2 separate regions of the Mus musculus genome follow, and region 1 is linked to region 2. A link is a contact called in public capture Hi-C data. All regions are on one chromosome and are shown on one strand. Each heading gives the region's core, a stretch centred on a gene start, on an enhancer-like site or on the middle of the called end of the contact. The rest is flanking DNA. Distances are from core to core; before and after follow the strand shown. Region 1 overlaps Pde8a (phosphodiesterase 8A). Region 2 overlaps Zfp592 (zinc finger protein 592).

What was found. Capture Hi-C pulls out chosen DNA fragments and counts their contacts.
Region 1: a contact with region 2 is called in a capture Hi-C map of embryonic stem cells, with 2.4 times the contacts expected there. The contact joins two enhancer-like sites. A contact is called at or near these places in 2 of 115 datasets of contacts at active chromatin or transcription factors (astrocytes and embryonic stem cells) and 3 of 9 other capture datasets (adipose tissue, embryonic stem cells and liver).

Annotation. Positions count from the first base shown.
Region 1 is chr7:81,333,978-81,341,642 of GRCm38.p6, reverse strand. Pde8a (phosphodiesterase 8A) reads right to left here. Exons shown (of 22, transcript NM_008803.3): 22 at 7,108-7,665. Among named protein-coding and RNA genes, the nearest start is that of Rps17, 7.4 kb to the left of the region's middle. Within about 2 kb of position 5,687, at least 49 of the 459 cell types and tissues checked have an H3K27ac peak or open chromatin away from gene starts, as enhancers often do. A contact at or near this core is called in embryonic stem cells, where this site is marked.
Region 2 is chr7:81,015,749-81,023,425 of GRCm38.p6, reverse strand. Zfp592 (zinc finger protein 592) reads right to left here. Exons shown (of 10, transcript NM_178707.4): 3 at 1-155. The coding sequence starts at 136. Among named protein-coding and RNA genes, the nearest start is that of Zfp592, 26 kb to the right of the region's middle. Within about 2 kb of position 3,220, at least 7 of the 459 cell types and tissues checked have an H3K27ac peak or open chromatin away from gene starts, as enhancers often do. A contact at or near this core is called in embryonic stem cells, where this site is marked.

The DNA.
Region 1 (7,665 bases), core at 4,438-6,937, 320 kb before region 2:
CCAGGTTTGGCTGTGTGCACTTGTAATCCAGAATTGAAGAGATGGACTGTTGAGGAGCCCTGGGGTTCTGAGTTTGGTGAAAGACCGAGTTGGAGCCTAGAAGATAGTAGACCTCAAAAAAGAAATACTGTGTTCTTAGCAGTATTGTTGGAGTGAACATCATGAAGCTATGTCTTCTATGTGAAGTCCACTATGTCTCCAATGTTGGAAACTTAACCCCCTATGCAACCATGTTGAGATCTGGGGCTTCAGGGGCTGCTTCTGCTACTGCTGGAATGAGTCTGTTATGAGGGGGCTGTTAGGGCAAAGTTGGCCATCTTAGTTGTGATTTGTTGCTGTGATGAAGCAGTGACCAAAACCAAGTTGAGAAGGGGTTTATTTGGCTTACACTTCTACATCTTAATCACTGAAGGAAGCCATGATAGGTGTGCTTACTCACGTGTTCTCATGTTTCTCTCAATTTTTGAGACAGGGTTTTTCTGTATAGTCCTGGCTGTTCTGGAACTATCTCTGTAGACCAGGCTAGCCTCAAACTCCAATCTGCCTACCTCTGCCTCCCAAGTGCTGGTATTGAAGGTAGGTCTGTGCCACCATCATCAGGGACTTTTTCTCTATTGAGGCTCCCTTCTCTCAGATGACTCTAGTTTGTGTCTAGATGACATAGAACTTGCCAGCACACTTCTTTTGCCAATCTATGAACACAGTATATTTTGATTTTTTTCAACATTTTATAATTTTCAACAAATCCCAGAGTCCAGGCCCTCTTAACAACAGTTGGACCACTATCATGATTTGCCTCAATTAGCCTCACATGGTAAGTAAGCTCCTCAGATATACCAGTACACTTACTTATTCCTTCTGTGGCTGTGTTAATGGTCTCACCGGGTAACCCTGCCTGCCTTTGCCTTTGCCTTTGCCTGCCTCTAGCTGAACCACCACACCTGGCTTATTTCTATTTTATTCCTGTGTGCAGTCTATTTGGCATTAGAGACAATGGTGGATTGTGCAGGCTAGTTTTAAGTCAACTTGACAAGCTAGAGCAGTGGTTCTCAACCTTCCTAAAGATGCCACCCTTTACTACAGTTCCTCGTGCTGTGGTGACCCTCAGCCGTAAACTTATTCATTGCTACTTCATAACTAATTTTGCTACTGTTGCTACAATATAAATTTCTGATATATGGCCTCTATGAAAAGGTTGTTTCAATCAAGGGGTCACAACCCATAGGTTGAAAACCACTGAGCTAGAGTAACCAGAAAGGAGCCTCAATTGAGAAAATGCCATCATGAGATCTGGCTGGAGGCAAGCCTGTAGGATATTATCTTTATTAGTGATTAGTAGAGGGGGCCCAGTCCATTGTGGGTGGTACCACCCCTGAGCTGGTGGTCCTGGGTTCTCTGAGAAAGCAGACTTAGCAAGCCAGTAAGCAGCAACCGTCCATGGTGTCTGTATCAACTCCTGCCCTGCTTGAATTTCTGGCCTGACTTCCTTTGATGATAAACAGTGTTACAGAAGTCTAAGCCAAATAAACCTGTCCCTCCCCACAATAGTAACTCTTAAGACATGGACTTTGACCACTTAGCCGGGAACAAATAGAAAAAGAACTGTAGATGGTTAAAGCTAGAGGGCCTGCCATTGTACTTTCAACACAAGCGCTGCCTTGGATGGATATTTGCATGAGGTGTGTGTGTGTTGGCTGCACAAGTGTAGGTGCAGTGCCTGCAGGAGCCAGAAGAGGGCAGCAAGTCCTCTGGAACTGGCATCGCAGGTGGTTTTCAGCTGCCATGTGCATTCAGGAACCTAACTTACTAGGTTTTCTGCAAGAGCAGCCACTACTAACCGCTGAGCTTCTAGCCTTCTAGAGTTATTTTCTTTTTTTGTTTTTTTTGAGACAGGGTTTCTCTGTGTAGCCCTGGCTGTCCTGGAACTCACTTTGTAGACCAGGCTGGCCTCGAACTCAGAAATCCGCCTGCCTCTGCCTCCCAAGTGCTGGGATTAAAGGCGTGTGCCACCACCGCCCGGCTACCCGAGTTATTTTCTTAATGAGTGTACTTGATATTGTAATTAATTGTCATATAACAAGTGATATTAACATAAGCCTCTTTTTGTGGTTTGTCGAGACAGGGTCTTACTATGTAGTCCATCCTGGCTGTCCTGGAACTCACTGTAGGCCAGGCTGGCCTTGAACTCACAGAGGTCTGCCTTCCAGTGACGTAATGAAAGGCATGTGCCACCATACCCACCTCACAAGCCTCTTTTAAACAGTTTAAAATTCTTGTTTCTGTCTGGAATTATTTTCCTCAAGAACTGTAAGAAACAGACAGTGGAGAACAGCGGTAGCTTTGTAGGGCCAGTCGGGGACTGTCAACATTAGATGTAGCTTGGGTCTTTGTTCAATGTGATCTGATGTCTCTCTACAAGTACAGTGTGGTTGTGTCCCAGGGCCACCTTAGAGTCTGTTTTATCCAGAGAATGATCTGGGGTAGCTGCGCTTTAAGTTTATTAAGCAAGCAAAAGGAGAAGGACAAATAGCAAGCAGTGGGAAATGACATCCGCAAGCCAGGAGCTTAAAAGCTTCATTAAGGCAGCCAGCTGGAGTGTCCAACTGAGAGTGGGGGTGGGGGGGAGGGAGGGAAGGAGAGAGAGAGAACCCGTGGCAGGTAGGCCAGTGTTTCCCCCAGGCGGGGATGAACTGGCGCGGTTGCTGTACTCCAGGGGCAGTGTTTTCATCACCCTTAGCTGTTTGCCCTCCTTAGTCCACATTACAGGGCCAGGGGCCAGCCTGCCCAGGATAGGGAGTCTTGGAGGACTCCTAGAAGAAACAGGTGTGAGTCTGAGCTGAGAAGGTCTAGCTCACTCTCAGCAAGACCAACAGTACACGGCAGTTTCTGTTCTCTTCCTGTAACTGGCACAATGTAGCAAGGTTAATCCTTACATAATCCTGACTACTCTAAGTCTGTATAATCCTGTGGATTTATGGTATTGGAGGAAATGTATGTTAAAAGCAATGTTTCCAATACTCCTCATAAAACCACCGGGAAGGAAAACTCGTTTTCTAAAGCTTTTCCCTGTTGAAGGTCCCACCCTGCCTCTAGGCAGTGAACTTGAATCAGGTTCAAAAGATGGGTATGGTGGTACAAGCCTGGGACCCCAGCCCTTGTGAGGTGGAGTTTAAAAGACAAAACAAAAACCAGACAACCAAAAGGCTCTGTGGCTGGGCCTTAGTTCAGAGTGCTCACCTAGCATGCAGGGAGGCACCGCATAACCCAGCATGCAGGAGGCACCGCATGACCCGCACAGCAGCACTGACTTCTGACACATGCACATTAACCCGGACGCCTCCGGCCAGCTGACTCACACACAATTCCAGGCCTGCCAGGGCTAGATATCGAGTCGACTCCATCTCTAGAAAAACAAAACAATTCTCAACACTGGAGAGGGAGAGGAAGGAGGGTCAGAAATTTAAGGCTAGCCAGACAGTGGTGGCGCGCGCCTTTAATCCCAGCACTCGGGAGGCAGAGGCAGGTGGATTTCTGAGTTTGAGGCCAGCCTGGTCTACAGAGTGAGTTCCAGGACAGTAAGGGTGCACTAGCGTGTGGATACTCGTGTGTGTTGGTGCACTGGCGTGTGGATACGCATGTGTGTGTGGGGTGCACTGGCGTGTGGATATGCGTGTGTGTGGGTGCACTGGTGTGTGGATACGCGTGTGTGTGGGTGCACTGGTGTGTGGATACTCTTGTGTGTGTGGGGTGCACTGACTTGAGGTTGAAGTTAGGAGCCTTCCTCCATTGCTCTCAGCACTGTCTATTGAGACAAGGTTTCTCCTTGAATCTGGAGCTGCTGTAGGCGATTGGGCTAGCGGCTTGCCCTGCTTCTTGCTGGGATTACAGGCAGGCCCAGACCCGTGGGTCGGGAGTCCCAACTTTAGAATTATACATTTGCAAGTGCTTTTCTTTCCTTTCCTTTTTCTTTTCTTTCTTTTTTTTTTTAACATTTTAAAAGATTTATTTATTTATTATATTTAAGTACACTGTAGCTGTCTTCAGACACTCCATAAGAGGGCGTCAGATCTCATTAGAGATGGTTGTGAGCCACCATGTGGTTGCTGGGAATTGAACTCAGGACATTCAGAAGAGCAGTCAGTGCTCTTAACCACTGAGCCATCTCACCAGCCCGCAAGTGCTTTTCCCTTGCCTGTGTGTGTGCATGCGCGTGTGTCCCAGGCTTGTACCACACACACACCATCTTAAGAGAACAAGAGTTAGTTTATTATTCTAGAGCCCTTTTGAGTGACCATGGTCTGGGAACACAGTAGATTATTCCAAATTCCATGTTTCACTGTGGAAGCAGTTTAATGAAGTTTTTTTGGTTTGGTTTGGTTTGGTTTTTCGAGACAGGGTTTCTCTGTATAGCCCTGGGTGTCCTGGAACTCAGTGAGTACTTTGTAGACCAGGCTGGCCTTGAACTTAGAAATCCGCCTGTCTCTGCCTCCCGAGTGCTGGCATTAAAGGCGTGCGCCACCACACCTGGCAGTATAATGAAATTTTTATGGTTTTACAGAATAAAGTCAGAAATCAGGGCTAATACATCAAAGAACAGGCACAGTGAGATGGGGAAGTCTTCACCCAGGCCCGGGATGCTGTCCCATGACATCCAAGCTTTCGAGTTGGTGGAAGCCAGTGGCCCGCTAAGTCAGTGGATTCTAGAAGGTTTTTCTCTTAGTCACAGGATTAGTGCCCTGTGTTAGCTCTGACACACGAGGACAAGGAATGGCTGTTTTGAGGTTGGAACTGTATCGGGATGGGACCTGCAGCATTCCAGACTCCCAACAGGACTGAAGTTCTCCCAGTCAGTCTCTGCAGACACTGCCCCTTTTCAAGAGTTTCCGTTCACAAGAACCATCTCCCTACCCACCCACCCCCAGCCCCACCCCAAATTATTTTTGTCTTCCTGTCCTCAGATATACGAAACAGTTACCCCTCTTTATTTATGTGTGCTCCTGGAAGAGTACTCACGTGTTCGTGGAGTCCAGAAGAGGGCGCCAGAGCCCCTGGAATTACTGGTGGTTGTCGGTGCTGCGAACTAAATCCTGTCTCTGGAAGAGCAATGTGCCTTGGCCGCCAAGCCATTTTCTAGCCCCTAACCCTATTTTTAGAAAGCCTGTTCAGTCTACCCTCTAGCTATATAATTTCCACTCTCTCCTGGACAATAGCACAGAGCCTTGATGTGCCCTGACCCTCCCACGCTGTTCCACTCACAGTGCTGTTCTTGGCCCTTGACTGGATGCTATTGCTTCTTGGCGACTGAGTTTGCGTCCTCCCTTCTAAACAGGGCTCCCTCCACCGGCCAGGAACCCCGCTTTGCAGGTGGGGTTGGAGGCTGAGGAGCAGTGGGGCTAGAGGAAGCTGGAAGGGTGGCGCGGAGCAGCCAGGCAGGCAGGAAGGACCCAGGGATGCGCGCCTTCCCTGGGACACCGCGACTGTGGGATGCAGAGCTTTCTGGAGGGTGATGGTCGGGAAGCTTGCTTTCCTTGGAGTCTTTCCTTTCTGACTTGAAACCATAGAACAGACTGCACAACCTCCGGTGTGACAGTTGTGAGTGGCCTCAAGTTTCCTCTGGGCACAGCAGGATGAGACAATTGTTACACACGGATTCAGTCTCTTCCTGGCTGTGTGAGCTGATGGCGCTCCATTCCCGGCCATTGTTTCTGCTGCCACCAGGGAACAGGCTTCTCTGTGACTCACCGCCCTTCCAGCAGCTGCCTCTTTGAAGCTTCTTGCTCCTTTTCTCCTCTCTCTCCCTCTCCACCAGCCTCACCGCCCCCCCATGGCTACTTTTGTCCAGAAGTTTACCCCTCTTGCTGATCTGACCTCTAAAGGGCATCTGTAGTGAACTTGTCTGAGTTACATGATCTTCCCTTTTGAATGCCAGCCTAGCTAAGTGGGTCTGGTGGGGGGGGGGGTTCCTTTGTCTTTTGGCCACTGAAGCTCCCAGTGGCAATGTCTACGTCCACTGCAAGGGATCTGTCTTGCTTTATGCATTGCTGTAGTCTGGGGGTCTCAAAGTGACAAGGCTTAAAGGCTTACTTTCCGGTGTGGGACCTTTGGGAGGTGGTAGGAACTTTCGAGTGGGGGTCATCTGGCTTGGAGAGGCATGTCCAAAAGAACATGGTGGGACTCTCCTCCACTCTCATTCAGTTCCACACCCAATGTCCCACCACAGCCCAGATGCCACGGCCTGAAGCCTCCCTCTCCTTTTGTCTCAGGCATTTGTCAGTATAATGGAAAGCTGACAACCTGTATGTGCTACCTGGGATTCAGAGTACCCTTTAAATCCTACGCTGGGTCTGTCAAATGGGACCAGGCTCCAACCTTGCCTTGCCCAGCGCCTCTTCCCTTTGCTCTCTGTCCTGTTCTCCTCGTGACAGTTGAGAACATCACCTCCTTCTCTGGGCTTAGCAGGTGTGGAGCTGCGCACCTCTGTGTTGTCACTCAGCAACGCCTGGCTTTCGTTTATTCTTTAGTTACAGCCAGTCGTATATTAAAGGGTCGCAGTGTTAGGAAGACTGAAGACCACTGGTCTAGAAGTTTGGTGTGTTTCTTTTCCTTTAAAGACCATCTTGTCTACCTTGTAAATTTTTTTTTTTGAGACAGGGTTTCTCTGTGTAGCTCTGGTTGTCCTGGAACTTACTCTGTAGACCAGGCTGGCCTCGAACTCAGAAATCTACCTGCCTCTGCCTCCCGAGTGCTGGGATTAAAGGCGTGCGCCACTACGTCCGGCTTACCTTGTAATTCTTATAGCTTCTTTTAGCTCTAAAAATGTTAGGCGTGCTCATGGTGAAGCACCAGCCTCCTCTTCTTCACGGCACTGGGAGGGGGTAAGATGTCTCTTCCTCGATGTTATCTTAGGTCAGGCATCTTCATGCAGGACAAAGAGCCCGTGTTCTTCTCTACAGTGGAGTCTGTGGTCAAACTGAAGAGCCATCATATATTCTGGCTCCACCAGACCTTACAAAGTTGTTTAGCTTCCAGTTTGTTCTACAAAAGAGTTGTCTATCCCAAATTTAGAAAGAGTACTTATTAGGCAATACAAAGAAATGGCAACAAATAACTTCTTAAAAACAAATAGTTTAATTTCATCCAGAAAAAAATACAAGTTTAAAATGAAACTAACATTTCGACATGTCATTGAATATCATCTTTATAGTATTATGCTTATTCAAAATGTGAGGAGATAGACCCTTTATATTTCTAGACTCAAATACCCCATGTTAGTTGTAAAATATCAGCTGCTAGGTACCCAGGTTTGCTTTGCAGGGCATATTTTATAGAAATGGTATAAAATGAGGCAGGCTTTTAGAAATTCAATTATAAAATTTTAGGGAAAAAAAATGGTCAAATCCAATTTTTCTCTGAGAAGGCACCTGTAAAACTCCTGACAGCAGCTGCTCAGAGCTTGTCTGCAGACGTGGCTTCTCTGTTACACACTAGAGTGAGACCCACTACATAAAGCCTTCCCCACTAACATCAAAGAGGAGGGTTTAACATATTCCATAGTGTGGGAAAAATGCATCATTTTAAACTTATAAATCTGCATTTATGAAAATAGGTCTGTAACCAAATCACGCACACACAAGTCATGAATTTGGTCAAGGCATCTGAAATTGG
Region 2 (7,677 bases), core at 1,971-4,470:
TGCCTGAAGACTTCAGGGGACTCTCATTCTCCTCACTGGGAGCCTGGATGGCCTCCTTTGCATCAAGACTTGTGGGATCTGGGATGTCAAAGGCAGCCAGGAGATCATCAAAATCTGGAGTTTTCATATCCCCCATGGCTGGATGCTGACAAGTACTACAAGAAAAACAAAGAACAGAGTCAATTACCAGCAGGGCCTCTCTGAATTGTCTTATAGCATCTGTATTGAACACTCATCATACTAATACATATATGCAGCGGGCTCACTCCTGCAGAACCCCACCTTCTACGATAAGAAGTCACATACCTGAGTTTTACTCTAAGGTTTCTAGCCTGCTGAAAAGTAGAAAAGGCTAAAAGAGAAGCTTACATGTAGTGACAAACTTGCCTGGACAGTCTTAATTTCTGGGTGGCCCCACAACCAAAAGAAAGAGAGGATGCCTTGCTATCCAATAGGACCATACCCCACAGGTCTCCTTATCACCCCTGCCCTCACAACCTATATCTAACTAGCACATGTTCCCCTTCTAGGTGGCTCACATATTTCACACATACAAATATTAGAAATAAATGGTGCCTAGAGTTATCTGCAGCTGCTGCCAAGAGGATCTTTACTGAATGTATATGTATAGATTCTCATACTTATATACATTCTCTCTCTTCTCCCTTTCCTCCTCTTTCCATGCTTCTTCTTCTCCTCCTCCTCCTCCTCTTCTTCTTCCTCCTCCTCTTCCTCCCTCCCTCCCTCTTTCTCTTCCTCTGTCTTGTCCTCCTCCTCCTCTTTCTTTTGATTTTTGAGACAGGATCTCGCTCTCTAGCACTGGCTGTCCTGGAACTCAATATGTAAACTAGGCTGTCCTTGAATTCACAAAGATCCACCTGTCTCTGTCTCCCAAATGCAGGAACCAAAGGTGTGCTCCACCACACCCAGCTGCTGCTGCTTCTATTAAAACCTCTTTTAAAACATTTTTTAAGTATATGAATGTTTTGCTCACATGTCCATCTGCACAGCATGTGTGAGCCTAGTGCCTCTGTCCGTAAGAAGGGGGCAGACACCAGATCCCGTTATGGAAGGTTGTGGACCACTATGTGAATGCTTGGAATCAACTGAGATCCTTTGCAAGAACAAGTGCCAGTAGCTGCTGAGCCATCTCTACAGCTTGCTTAACAAAGACAATAAGATAGAAATAGAAAATATCATAAGATAAAGCTATACCATCTATAGTCTTAGAGAACTGACCTCAAGGCTGAGGGGATGGATCCTTCTATCTGGCTGCCTGCATCTAGAGACTCCAGGACCACAGTAAGTGGGAGGGTCATGTGAGGCAGGAAGATCAGAAGGTCAAGGTTATCCTTTCTTACATAGAAGATTCAAGGCCTAGACTAATACCTAGGAGAATGGGTAAATATTTGACTATTACTTAATCAACAAAACATGGTTGATAATCTACATAGCAACAAAGAAAATTATCTGTAACTGAAAAAAGACTAATGCAAAAGTATCATCACATGATAACAATATATTATAACATTAAGTATTTGTTGAAGCTATCATTGAAAAGAAAACTGTTTAGGGTAATGAAATTACTAACAAGTTATTTTAGTTAGTGAACATCTGCTGCACTAATAAGTTCCTTCTATAAAATTTAAAAAGAAGAGAAAAAGAAGAGAGGGACTAGAACCACAAGGGAGGCAGGCAGCATGATCTGTTACCAGGCCCTGATATCAACAGGTTTGCAGGTTTGCTTTTTCACATCACAACCACCCACACTCCAAACCTCCACAAAGCATATCTCCCTGCCTAGGAGTTCTCATGGAAATGAAGAAAGTATATTCCCTACCCTTGGGAAGATATCCAGTTATGGATAAATAAAATAGCAATTATTTAATCAGGGTCAGCAGACTGCCTCACTGGAATGAGATTAAAGTTTTCAATTGAACAGATATTTGTCTCCTGGACTAGGTGCTGGAGTCCTTAAACAACAGGCAGATCCCAGCATCCGACTGCCAAGCGAACTGATGTGCAGGGCAGCATAACTACGAAGAAATGCTTTGGGACCTTTGCTTCAGACGCTTCCTCCCTCCATTTCTTCCTGCCTTTCAATGCCTAAGGGGAGAAAGCTGAAGAAAGGTGGGACCGATTGGTCCTGCAGTGCTGGGGAAAAGCACACAATGGTCGGGAGTAAACCATTTGCTGGAGCCCAGTGTCCTTCAGAAAAGGACAAGGGTTTGATGAAGAGTTATTACATCAGAGTAAGTAATATTCTCTATAACTTTAATTTTTTAATGGCAATTTTTTGTGGTTTTATTTATTTATTTATTTATTTATTTATTTATTTATTTATTGGTTGTTTTGTTTTGTTTTGTTTTTCAAGACAGGGTTTCTCTGTGTAGCCCTGGCTGTCCTGGAACTCACTCTGTAGACCAGGCTGACCTTGAACTCAGAAATCCACCTGCTTCTGCCTCCCAAGTGCTGGGATTAAAGGTGTGTGCCACCACGCCCGACTTTAATGACTATTTTTAATGATGGTTTTGAAACACTAACTTTTAGTCCACCACCCACTAAAGGTAGTGGAAAAGAAAGGATACAGGAAAGGTAGACCTGTTTAGAAATGGTTCTTTGAAACAACTCCAGTCTGTGTTGTCTGAAAATTGGCAGTTTAGTTCACAGGTTAGCAGCAGCAGCTCGATCCACTCGTAAACACTTAACTGAAATATTAGCAGTCCAGTTTGGTAGAGTGGGGTTAGCACCAACGGTGGCAAGACCTAGCAGGAATAGCCAGGCCTCAGCCTCGGCTAGAGTCAGCAGGAGGGACCAGCGCCAATAAGAACGCCAGGAAAGTTCTCTGCTCTGCCTCCCTTCACTGAGGGAGCACAGATCAGTGAAGACGTGAGAGCGACAAGCGTCCGCTACCTAAGTAAGCCAGGATCCGCCCCCCATGTTTGTCCTTTTCATATTCCCCCTTGTCTCAGCATGTGACTTGTTTCGGCTGACTTCACTCTGCCAATCAACCCGAGTCCAAGGAAGTAGTAAGAAACTGTAGCACACCACCAAAGGTTTTTTGGTATGTTTTTACAAACATAGTTCAACTATGTAATGTAAGGTAGAACAATATGTGCCTGTTGATAGCAAAGAATCTTTCATCATATGTCCTTCTGCATGCTTGTTTTAGTAAAACATCATTTTACCTGTCTGTGTTAGTGAAACATTCTTTCACAAGTGTCTTAGCCTTTCATCTGAGTCCATTCTAACTAAACATTTCTTCACATGTTTGCCCCAGCAAACACCATCCAACACAAATGACTTTCTAAAAAACCCTTAAGTTTCCGCTTCAGTTCTCCCACAGGAATTCGTCATGGGTTTGCAGAAAATGATCAGACATAAAATATATTTGCTAGAAGTCAGTTAGCTAGTACAGGAGTGCTAGTGTGTACCTACAGTCTCACCTCTCGGGAAGGCTGAGGTAGGAGATTAAGAGAAGGCTAGCCTGAGCTATAGCAAGACTTCATCTCAAAAAATAACAAAACTGCGGGCATGGTGGCGCATGCCTTTAATCCCAGCACCTGGAGGCAGAGGCAGGTAGATTTCTGAGTTCGAGGCCAGCCTGGTCTACAAAGTGAGTTCCAGGACAGCCAGGGCCACACAGAGAAACCCTGTCTCAGAAAAAACAAAACAAAGATAGGTGTGGTGGGTGGGTGGAAGCTGGAGGGTCAGGAGGTCAAGGCCAGTTGCAGTTATGTCTGAGGTCAGCCTGAGCGCTACAGGAGAGCTTGCTTCACAGTTCTCTTTCTTAGCAGGGCAGTGGTGTCGCACTTTAATCCCAGAATTCTAGAAGCAGAGACAGATCTTAAGTCAAACCCAGCATGGTCTATCTACAGAGTGAGTTCTGGGACAGCCAAGACTACACAGAGAAACCATGTCTCAATAAATAAATAAATAAATAAATAAATAAATAAAGTAATACTCCCAAGTGTTACAGAGTTTTGGTAAAAATCATATATAAGTAATAATTTATGTGACCTGTTAGAAGAGCAATTTAACAATACATAAGCAAAAACTACAATTACAACTTCCTCTAGGATCTACTAGTTTTTCTAGGAACTTTTACCAAATACTTTAGTAAGGAATAAAAAACATCTTAATTTTGAATGGATTCTCACCAAGTGTAACTGACCAATTAGAATTCTTTAAAAGATAAAAATAATATATAATTTTATACGACTATAGCAAAATTAGAAGGTAGAATTTCTTGCCTTTAGCAAAATCCTACATTAAAACATAGCAACTGAACACCATAGGATCTGAGTGAATATACACCATATGGATACATACATGTCCATTTGTGCACATGGATGTGACTGTCATTTCTAGATAACTACAAAAAAAATAAAAAGATGTTAACTCACTGACCAATTCTAGTATCAAGTTTAATGCTTTCATAAGTTCCCTAAAATGATGGATCTCAACCCATGGGATTATCTGCTATGCTTTGGATCTTAAATATCTCCCAAGGATTGGCATTTTGAAAGCTTGGTTAGCAACCATGGCTGTACTGAACGGTGATGACGCTTAGGAGAAGGAAGTCAGACTAGAGGCACTTTTGAAGGGGATATTTCATTCCTAGCCCATTTTTGTTTCACAGAGGCCATGAGATCAGTTACTCTACCACAAGTTTCCTCAATCAAGTTATGTTGCTTTGTCTCAGGCCCAAAGCAACAAGGCAAACTGATCATGGACTGAATTCTCAGAAATTATTAACCTAGAAAACAACAATAAAAAAAAGGGACAAAACCTTGATTTTTTTGAACCATGATCTCACATTATATATTTAGAATAATGAATTTAAACAATGCTGTTCATATATAAAGAGGTCAGCTGTACTGACTAGCTTCATGTGAACTTGGTACAAGCAAGACTATTATAGGAGAGAGCACCTCAACTGAGAAACTGCCCCACTAGATTGGCGTATGGGCAAGCGTGTAATTGGTTTTCTTGACTGACGATTGATGTAGGAGGGCCAGCTCACTACGGATGGTGTCATCCCTGGGCTGCTGGTCCTGGGTGTCCTAAGAAAGCAGGCTGAGCAAGCCATAAGAAGCAAGGCAGCCAGCAGCGCTCTTCCATGGCCTCTGTATCGGTTCTTGCCCTGCCTTCCTTCTATGATAGACTCATAAGCTAGAAGATGAAATAAACCCTTTCTTCCTCACGTTGCTTTTGGTCATGGTATTTATCACAGAAAAAGAAAGGGCGTGGTGGCGCACGCCTTTAATCCCAGCACTCGGGAGGCAGAGGCAGGAGGATTTCTGAGTTTGAGGCCAGCCTGGTCTACAAAGTGAGTTCTAGGACAGCCAGGGCTATACAAGAAACCCTGTCTCAAAAAACAAAAAACAAACATACAAAAAAAGAAACCCTAGTTAAGACAACTAGATATCAGTTTAGAATAGCCCCTTAAAACACAGCATCGCTTTTTCATTGCACATTCAAGGCTTGCCCAGGCAACTTAGTAAGGCTTTATCTCAAAATAAAAAGCAGAAAACGGGCTTAGGGTGGTATTCAGTGGTAAAACATTTGCCTAGCATGTGCAAAGCCCTAATTCAATCTCCAGTACTACAACAGACATGGAAGGGAAAGGGAGAAAAGAAGAAAAGGTATACCAGTGCAGGAAACGGTCCTGAGAAATCAGAGTGAAATTACAAAACACATACGAGGGAAGGGCCACCAAAATGATTCAATGGGTAAAGGTGCTTGCAGCCAAACATGCACATGTGCACACACAAAACAGACTGGAGAATGGAAGGCAGAGATTATAACCATGGAATTTTAGAGAAATAAAGATTTGGGGGGAAAGAAGGGTCTATAACAAAAGTGGAAGCTTGTTCATCCAAATAACAGAAAAGAGCAGTATTTTGCTTTTAAAAAAAATGTAGACAACTATGAGATGACTCAATAGTCAGAAAATACATTCAAGTTATTATAGAGGTAAAACATACACAGGGCTAAGTACCTGAACAGAAGAGGACATACCTAGCATGTACCTGAATACACACACACAAAAAGCCATATATACGTGTGTGTGTGTGTGTGTGTGTGTGTGTGTGTGTTAAAACAAACATTTAAATACAGAGGAAACAGAAAGAAAGAAAAAGAAAAGCTCTAAATAGCTAAGACTTGACATTGAATATATGGAGTTTTTTCTTCCCTTTGCATCAAAATATTCAAATTAAAAACAAAAACAAAAACATTTCTTGTAGAGGTTTGGTCTTTTGCTTGTATTGTAATGGTAAATACTGGCCCCCAAGGCCTGGTTACACACAGGGATGAAAGAATCTGCCTATATCCAAGTGACACACCCAAATGAAGCTATGTAACTTTGCCCCCCAAGTTAACCCTGACTGGTGAATAAAGATGCCTATGGCCAATAGCTGGGCAGAAGAGAGATAGGTGGGGTTCTTGGGTTCCCAGGCTTGGGGTCTGAGAAAACCAAGAGGGGGGAAAACAAAGAGAGGAGGAAGCAGCCAAGGAGTAAGTTATGAATACATGGCCACGAGAGCTACCCAGCTGGAACTGAGAGCTGGCCAAATGGAGTGAAGAGCAGTCCAGATAGAACATAGCAAGTTATAATTCAGGGTTATTGATGAGGAATTAGATTATAATGGTATAGAGGGTAGATATCTGCCCAACTCTAGTGTTGATTAAGGCTTATTATAAAAATAAAAGGTGTGTGTGTGTGTGTTTTGTTTTTTTGTTTTGCCTGGGAACTGAATGATCAAATACAGGGTAGAAACCCTCGATTGAAATTAAATAGTTTCAACAACAATTTCAGGTCTGGTAAGATGGCTCAGCAGGTTAGGACACTTGCTATCATGCTTAACAACCTTGACTTTATTCTTAGGACCCACAGAAGCTATACCCACAAGTTGTCTCCTGACCTGTACATGCACGCTAAGTGCCCAAGCACGCATACACTAAATAAATACAACAAATTTGAGCCAGGCTGTGGTGGAGCATGCCTTTAATCTCAGAACTCAGGAGGCAGAGGCAGGTGGATCTATGAGTTCAAGGCCAGCCTGGTCTACCTAAATTTGCTCAGCTCTTATGTGCATCTAATAAATTCCTATGTAAGTACTGACTCCTAAGGTAGATAAAAAAGACCCTTCCATATACATGCTACAACTCTCCTGGACATAATCTAGATTGCTTACAGGTCAGGTGACCCCAAATCACATGTTCTGAATGACTGGCTGTTTCATTCATGAGACACCTGTTGTTCAACCAATTTAAAAAAAGAAAAAAAGCCCAAGGAGTCTCAGCCTTAGATTAGTAGACAAGAAACAGACAAGACAGAGTTCTATGGCAGGCATAGGCATTACACAGGATGTAAATATTGAAGAGGACCTCCAAAAGCCACTGTAGACTGCTGCTGCTCTGCCTGAAAAGTGTAAAATTAACAGGGGCCAGCAAAACAACTGAGCAGGTAAAGGCACCAACGACCAAACTCAAGGCCCAGAGTTCAAGCCCCAGAACCCACATGATGGAAGGGGAGGAACAACTCCTACAAGTTGTTCTATTCCTTCCACACATGTACCATGGCATGTGTGCACATACACACACAAATAAATAAAATGTAAGGCATGAAAAATAATAATAGTAGTAGTAATATTAACAACATGCAAACAA